2 separate regions of the Hordeum vulgare genome follow, and region 2 is linked to region 1. The links are chromatin contacts, called in public Hi-C maps. All regions are on one chromosome and are shown on one strand. Each heading gives the region's core, a stretch centred on a gene start, on an enhancer-like site or on the middle of the called end of the contact. The rest is flanking DNA. Distances are from core to core; before and after follow the strand shown.

What was found. Hi-C and Micro-C count contacts between places; a contact is called where the count stands out from the background.
Region 2: a Hi-C map of seedling shows a contact between it and region 1, with 2.1 times the contacts expected there. The contact joins the promoter of LOC123399647 here to the promoter of LOC123399634 in region 1. A contact is called at or near these places in 2 of 6 Hi-C or Micro-C datasets (leaf and seedling).

What each region holds. Positions count from the first base shown.
Region 1 is chr5H:484,349,418-484,352,627 of MorexV3_pseudomolecules_assembly, forward strand. It overlaps LOC123399634 (cyclin-dependent protein kinase inhibitor SMR6-like), which reads left to right and starts at 1,303. Exons shown (of 1, transcript XM_045094026.1): 1 at 1,303-2,221. The coding sequence starts at 1,442. The coding sequence ends at 1,855.
Region 2 is chr5H:484,704,915-484,708,179 of MorexV3_pseudomolecules_assembly, forward strand. It overlaps LOC123399647 (DNA topoisomerase 3-beta), which reads left to right and starts at 1,516. Exons shown (of 15, transcript XM_045094043.1): 1 at 1,516-1,616; 2 at 1,739-1,795; 3 at 2,211-2,314; 4 at 2,646-2,739; 5 at 3,161-3,260. The coding sequence starts at 1,596.

The sequences.
Region 1 (3,210 bases), core at 53-2,552:
AACAATGCATAAGATACATGCCATTTTGCTACCTACGACCTTTTCGACTTCCGAAGAATAATGCAAACGTTCTCAGAATTTTAACTTTTTCCACCGTGCGTATCTACGGCTAGGCACAAAATTTGATGCATGCTAGATAGGATAAGGCGCCATCATTTTGGCGGGACGTTGCATGGATTTTCTTCCCATTTGTTACACTCGTCGACAAACTGTCTATGAAAGCAAAGGGCAATTATAGGATTTGTTAGAGCTCTTGTGGACATACTGACAATATGGATAGTAAGTAATGACATTAAAGGTTGAGATCAATTGTACGGATATGTACAAACATTTATTCCATGGTTTTGAGAGGGAACGAAGTATATCGATTCTATTGTTTTAGCGAGTTAGGTTTCTGTATTTGTGTCACCTTCGTAGTTGAACTTAAGTGAATGTTTCTCATGTAGTAATAATATTATGTTCTGGTTGTTGCCATTATTAAATGATAACAATTTGGAACATAAGTATTAACCCCTGCCAGTGAGACCACCCCTCTCCCTAGTTTGACACACCAAATGTACATGCTACTCTAACCTTTCAAGTTTTCCAAATAATAATGCAATGTTTTCCTGGTATGAATAATTTTTCTACCACACATATCTAGCAGCTAGACGCAAACTTTATTGCGGGGTAAATAGGATATGGCTTCATCCAGTTTCGTCGACATTACTTGAACTTGATGGCTATTTGTTACGTTCAGTAAAAAAATTGTTTGTGAAAATGGAGGGAGTAGCTATTGGATTCGTTGGAGTTACGTGCATATCATCGGTGCAAATTTTGCGCCATGCTAGTAATAGTTGGGGTGAATTATGCTGATTTATATATTGAGATGGAAGGAAGTAACCGAGGCCATAGCCAATTTCACGAAGCCGAGAATTCGTATTGATTCATACCCTGTTAGAAAGAATTATTTATTTTACTTGTGATGCGATCAAATGGAATTTAACACAACTTGCACGATTCAAATGTGGTAGTATGTGACATTGCAAATCATAGAGGGCTTGAGAATTCGAGGACCCCTTTGCAAAAATGCACAAAAGTCTTGCCCCCTACTTAAGTAAAATTCAGTCATTGTAATAAACAGGACTACCACTGGCTGTCAGCAGTTAATAAGGATATAACTCATGGCAAACTAATAAGCCCCCCACAGAGTTTGCAATTACACCCTCGTGAATGATTTTCTTTTCCTTGGCGTCCCTGTCTCCGTCCTCTATTCGGTGCCGCTACTATTTAACGGCTTGGCGCTACAGGCCTGCAGCCCCCAACCTCTCTCTTTCCTGTGTTCCTTTTTTTTACCCACTTCTTGCCCTTGCACCCACCACCGGAGAACAAGAATTCGATCCCATTCCGCACCCACTCGCGCGCGCGCCGAGAATTTCCACCGCCGATCCGGCCGACAGCAATGGCCTCTTCCGCCGGCCAGGGCCTGGCGTCGCTGCCGCCGATCAAGACGGCGCCTTTGGCCCCCTCGCTGCCCGCCGACGCCGCCTCGGCCTCTCCGTCGCCGGCGTCGTCCACGCAGGAGTCGGCAGCAGCGGAGGACAAGACGAAGGCCGCGGCGGCGGAGGAGAAGAAGGAGCCGTCGACGCCCACGTCCAAGGACTGCAGGATTCGGCTGCCCAAGGAGTGCCCGCCGGCGCCGCGCAAGCCGCCGGCGCCCCGGCTCCCGGCGGTCAAGCGGAAGTCGCGGCCGACGCTGACGACGACGACGACGGCGCGGGTGTGCCTCGCCGTCCCGCGGGACCTCTCCACCGTGTTCCGGTCGATGCCCATGCCCATGCCCATGCCCGCCGAGAAGCGGATCCGGGCGTCGTGAGGCCGCGATCTGGCCGCCGCGCGAGAATTGGCACCGGCCTCCCTGTCCGGTCGATCAATCCCATGGAGAATTCTCCCAGTTCTCTCGCTCCCTGCTTCTTTCTCTCCTCTCCGTTCTTGGGTGCGTGGCCATGGTATAAATTATGCTTCTGTCTCCTCATCATATACATAAATAAGGTGTTGTTCTTAGAATTTCAGTATGTGTGCTTCCTTCTTGCCATGGCTCTGTGAAATACTGATGCAGCAGCTGTATAATAAAGTACAGTAGGTTGCTAATTACTTACTGGGCGGAGGTCGTTAATGGCGGAAGAAGGTTGTAAGAAAATTCAGAGAGATCCCGGTGATTAATTAATTGTGATAGCTACCACCAGAATTGTGCAATTATCTTCAGTTCCTGCCCTCCATGTTCCAATTTAGCCAGAAAGAATCCTCTCGTCGCCAATCCGCCGCTGAGAACATGGCGGATGCGGCCGGCTGCCCAAGCTGCCTGCCGCATGAAGGATGAGACGGTCGAAGCGACTAATGAATTCGGGCGGATGGATCCGCCGCTCCCACTAATTAATCCATGGAGATTTCGGTGGCGATCGTGCTTTTTCGGCGGTGCCGCTGTCCGGCCCAACCCAATGCCTGATCGAGAACAGACACGGAGAATCTTCCATGCTAATCAGGACATGATCGACGGCACAGTTTCCTCATCCCTCCTTTTTTCTTCCTTCTGCGGTCCAGTGGTGAATTATTTTCCCTCTTCTGAAGAAGATCTTGGTTTGTCTCTACTGTAACAGCCTTTGATACGCAGCTCCAAAACCCCATCAGTCCTGATTTGTCACCTACCGTAACAGTGTATATATACGCTCCAAATTCTACTGTTAGGCCCTCTGTTCACCCACATGTACGGATGAGAAACATTCATTCAGTTGCTTTGCTAGCCCCTGGCTCTCTGAACATCTGAAGGAATTGCCGGTATGTATATGACAGGTGGGAAGACAGCAAAATGAACCCGAAGGTTCGAGTTGTAGGAACAGACATGCAGGCGACGTATTCAGGCAGGGCCATCGTCCAGAGTTTGCTCTTGCTCAGGGGCTTTTGTCCTGGGCTGAACTGGTCACTGCTGCCTTGCTATCACAACCCATAACTAGCAGCAGCAATACACATAATACTATATGGCCACCTGTCGGCCACGCCACAATTCTAAGGCGGTACTGGGTGCCTTCACTGCCATGAAAACCAAGGTCCAAAAATCGTGGTCATATTACTGGTTATGTTAAAGCATATTACTGGTTGAACATATATATCGAACCAAATCGTGGACAGTTTCCAGGCTGATGAGTGATGAGTGATGAGATGGGGGCTAAAGTT
Region 2 (3,265 bases), core at 266-2,765, 360 kb after region 1:
AAAGCCAAAACAATCCTAAAAATATAAAACAACGCCCAACGATGCTAAAAAGGCTAACTTAGGTCGTGCGGTGGGTGTGCCCGCCCACGAATAAAAGGGTTGAGTTGGGTCGACCTTATGGCCTAACTTTGCAGACCGACCTTGTTTCGTGGCAGGCCAAAGAATGACCCGACCTTTTTTTTACAGGAAGACATATCTTATTCATCAAATAACAGTTATATCGTCCGCTAACAATTTTATGATAAAGTTTGGAGGAGCGTCATTCCAAACAGAAGGGTTATTCGTCCTTCTCCATCTAGCTAACTCATGAGCTACATTGTTCGACTCTCTAATACAATGTTCAATAGTAACCTTTCTGAAGTCTACGAAGATACTACGACAATTTTCTAGCACCGGCGCTGTCATCATGAATTGTCCTTCATTTTGATTAAGAGCATCCACCATCGTAATATAGTTCGTTCTCACCATCAAATTAGAGCATCCACTATTATGAGCTAATTTGAGTCCTTCGAGTAGCGCCGGTGACGACATCAACTACATTTTCCAATCATGCCGTTGAATCTCTTATAAAAGTACCCTTGTGATCATGGATAATTGCTCCACATGCATCGATATATTCACCCTCTGAAAAAGATGCATTCACATTCAGCACTTGTTGTCCTGCATTGAAAACCGATCACTTATTTATTTTTGGAAGGACCTTGCTTGTCCCTGCTACACGAGCATAGTGAAGGGCCAACGTGATAACATCAGGAGCTGTTCTTTCTGCCATCTGTACATCCTCGCCTCTGACTAGCTGCCTTCTTTGCCACCAAAGATACCAACAAAAAGTTGCGACCAGTTCTGATAATTCGACCGGTTCAATGTATGTCCGTTGGTACGAGTCATCACACAATATAAACTCCAACATAGCTGCTCCAGACCTATCGGTCATAGTGACAAAAGAGACATCCGTTAAAATCCCAAGCGAGTCCCATACTTTCTTTGATCTTTCACGCGTGAACAAAAGATGTGCTAAAAAATTGCATGACGTTCAGGGCAAACAAATCATGTCCTCGAACTGGCCTTAAAAGCACGAGCCATATCATATGTCCAAATTTTTTGGGTTGAACAAGGGAGGAACACTAAGATGTTACCGACTTTGCAAGAGTCAGTTTCAGCATCAAAAAGGAAAATGAAAGGCATGGCTTAAAAAAATGCGCTGGTAGCAAGGGAGATATGGGATATGATGAGAGGATGCAACATGTGGATCATGGATGTCAATGAGAGAGAGTGATGACCGTGGCCACGTCAGTGATCCCCATTTGTGAATGGACTGGAAGTAAATTGTGAGTTTACGACCATGAATTGTACTCCTATATTGGTGCTGATTTTGTTTCAGGAAGTTTAGGGTTTGATTTAGTACCATCTCTACAAATCCAACTTTTCATAAGGTCTAAAACAGACTTTTCCATCTGAATCTGAATCAGGAAAAAAAAAGTGCTACTGTTTACTTGTGAAGGTAAATTGGTGGACACACGAACGCAACCACACGGACACGGTCTCGGCCGCTCGGGTCTCTGGACGTCCGCTAGACCCACTCTCCTTCCGTCCCCATGGCGCCCAAGGTTTTAATGGTAAGCACCCGCCGCCGCCGCCGCCGCCGCCGCGGCTTACCCAGGTGCCGCGCCGTCGCTAATGGCGGCCGCAGTAACCCTACTCTCCAGACCTTCTCACGCTCGGGTCGCCGTCGCTGCAGGTCGCGGAGAAGCCCAGCATCGCGCTCTCCATCGCCTCCGCCCTCTCCGGCGGCCGCGTAAGTCTCCCTCCCTCCCTCCCTCGTTCAATCCTCCCGCGACTGTGATGTTTCTTCTCCCCGGCGACTAATTTGGCTGTGGCTTTAACTCGGATTCGACGACAGTGTATTAGGACCGAGCCCTAGCGGCAAGTTTATGGTCCACGGAAGCCGGGTTTGGTCGCAGCCCAGGTTCCCCCTCCAGGAAACGGCTTCTCCTTGTAATGGCTCGGTGTTGGAAGTAGTTGAGGTCATTGTCTCTGCATAGTAGCTCCAGTGTGGTTCCGGGAATGCTACTAGGGAGCTGATAGTACTGGTTGCACTGGCATGGAATCATTTTTGAGATTCAGATGGGCATGAGAACAAATGAGCATTCGGTGCTCTAACATTTCGCTCTCACACCACATTTTGAGATTGTCAACCTCTGTGTGTGCAGATGTCTACCCGGAGGGGAAGTACCGATGTCCACGAGTTTGATGGGATGTTTCAGGGCTCTCAGGCATTCTTCAGAGTGACATCAGTCATCGGACATGTCTTCAGGTCCTGCATCTCTTCTTCAATTCTTTCAAGATCCTTCATTACAGTTGCATCACTTGCTGCACTAGCTCTAGTCCATGCCAGTTATTAACTACGTGATGCATTTGAATTCATGTGCATACGCTTTTGTCATACCAGTCTTGATACTTACAGTTACAGACATGAACACATGGTGGGCCGCTGCATATCTGCAAAGTTGATACCTTACACAAAACATATACGTACTTAGTCCAGTTTAGCTGAATGAATATTGCAGTTGCTCACTACAATTCTAACCTTGGACAATAAGTTTTTCTGTGTCCATTTTCTTTACTCGATGTCTCGTCTTTTGCAGTGTTGATTTCCCACCTGCATATCAGAACTGGGAAGCGACTGATCCGATGGACCTTTTTAATGCTCCAGTTCTAAGATCTGAGAGCAACCCAAAGGTAGTGCACTCTATAACTCACAGCAGGACCCAGGAGTAATCAAACATAAGAACAACTTCAGTTAGTTCTCTACATATATATTGTACATTCATACACGAGTTCTACTCTACCTGTAGATGGTACTATGGAGATTTACTACACAGTTTATCTGACCCTCAAACATCCTATTTCATCCTTTCTCTATAAGTGTTTACTTGGCTTTTTGATGCAGTTTCTACTTTCTAGAATCTAAAGTGAAAAAATTATTGTCCGACCAGAAAAGAACTCCCGGCTGTATTACTTGGATAAATTTGAAATTTGTAAAGATACTGAAATGTGAAATGCCTCTTCTTAAGTTCTATGACAATACGTACACAATTACCACCATCGTTAGAGTCTCATTTCTATATCTAAATACAAACTGATGCATGTATCTTTGAAGGCTCATATCCACAGGCATCTAGCCCAGGAAGCTCGAGGCTGTACCTATTTGGTGCTTTGGCTTGACTGCGATCGAGAAGGGGAAAACATATGCTTCGAAGGTATA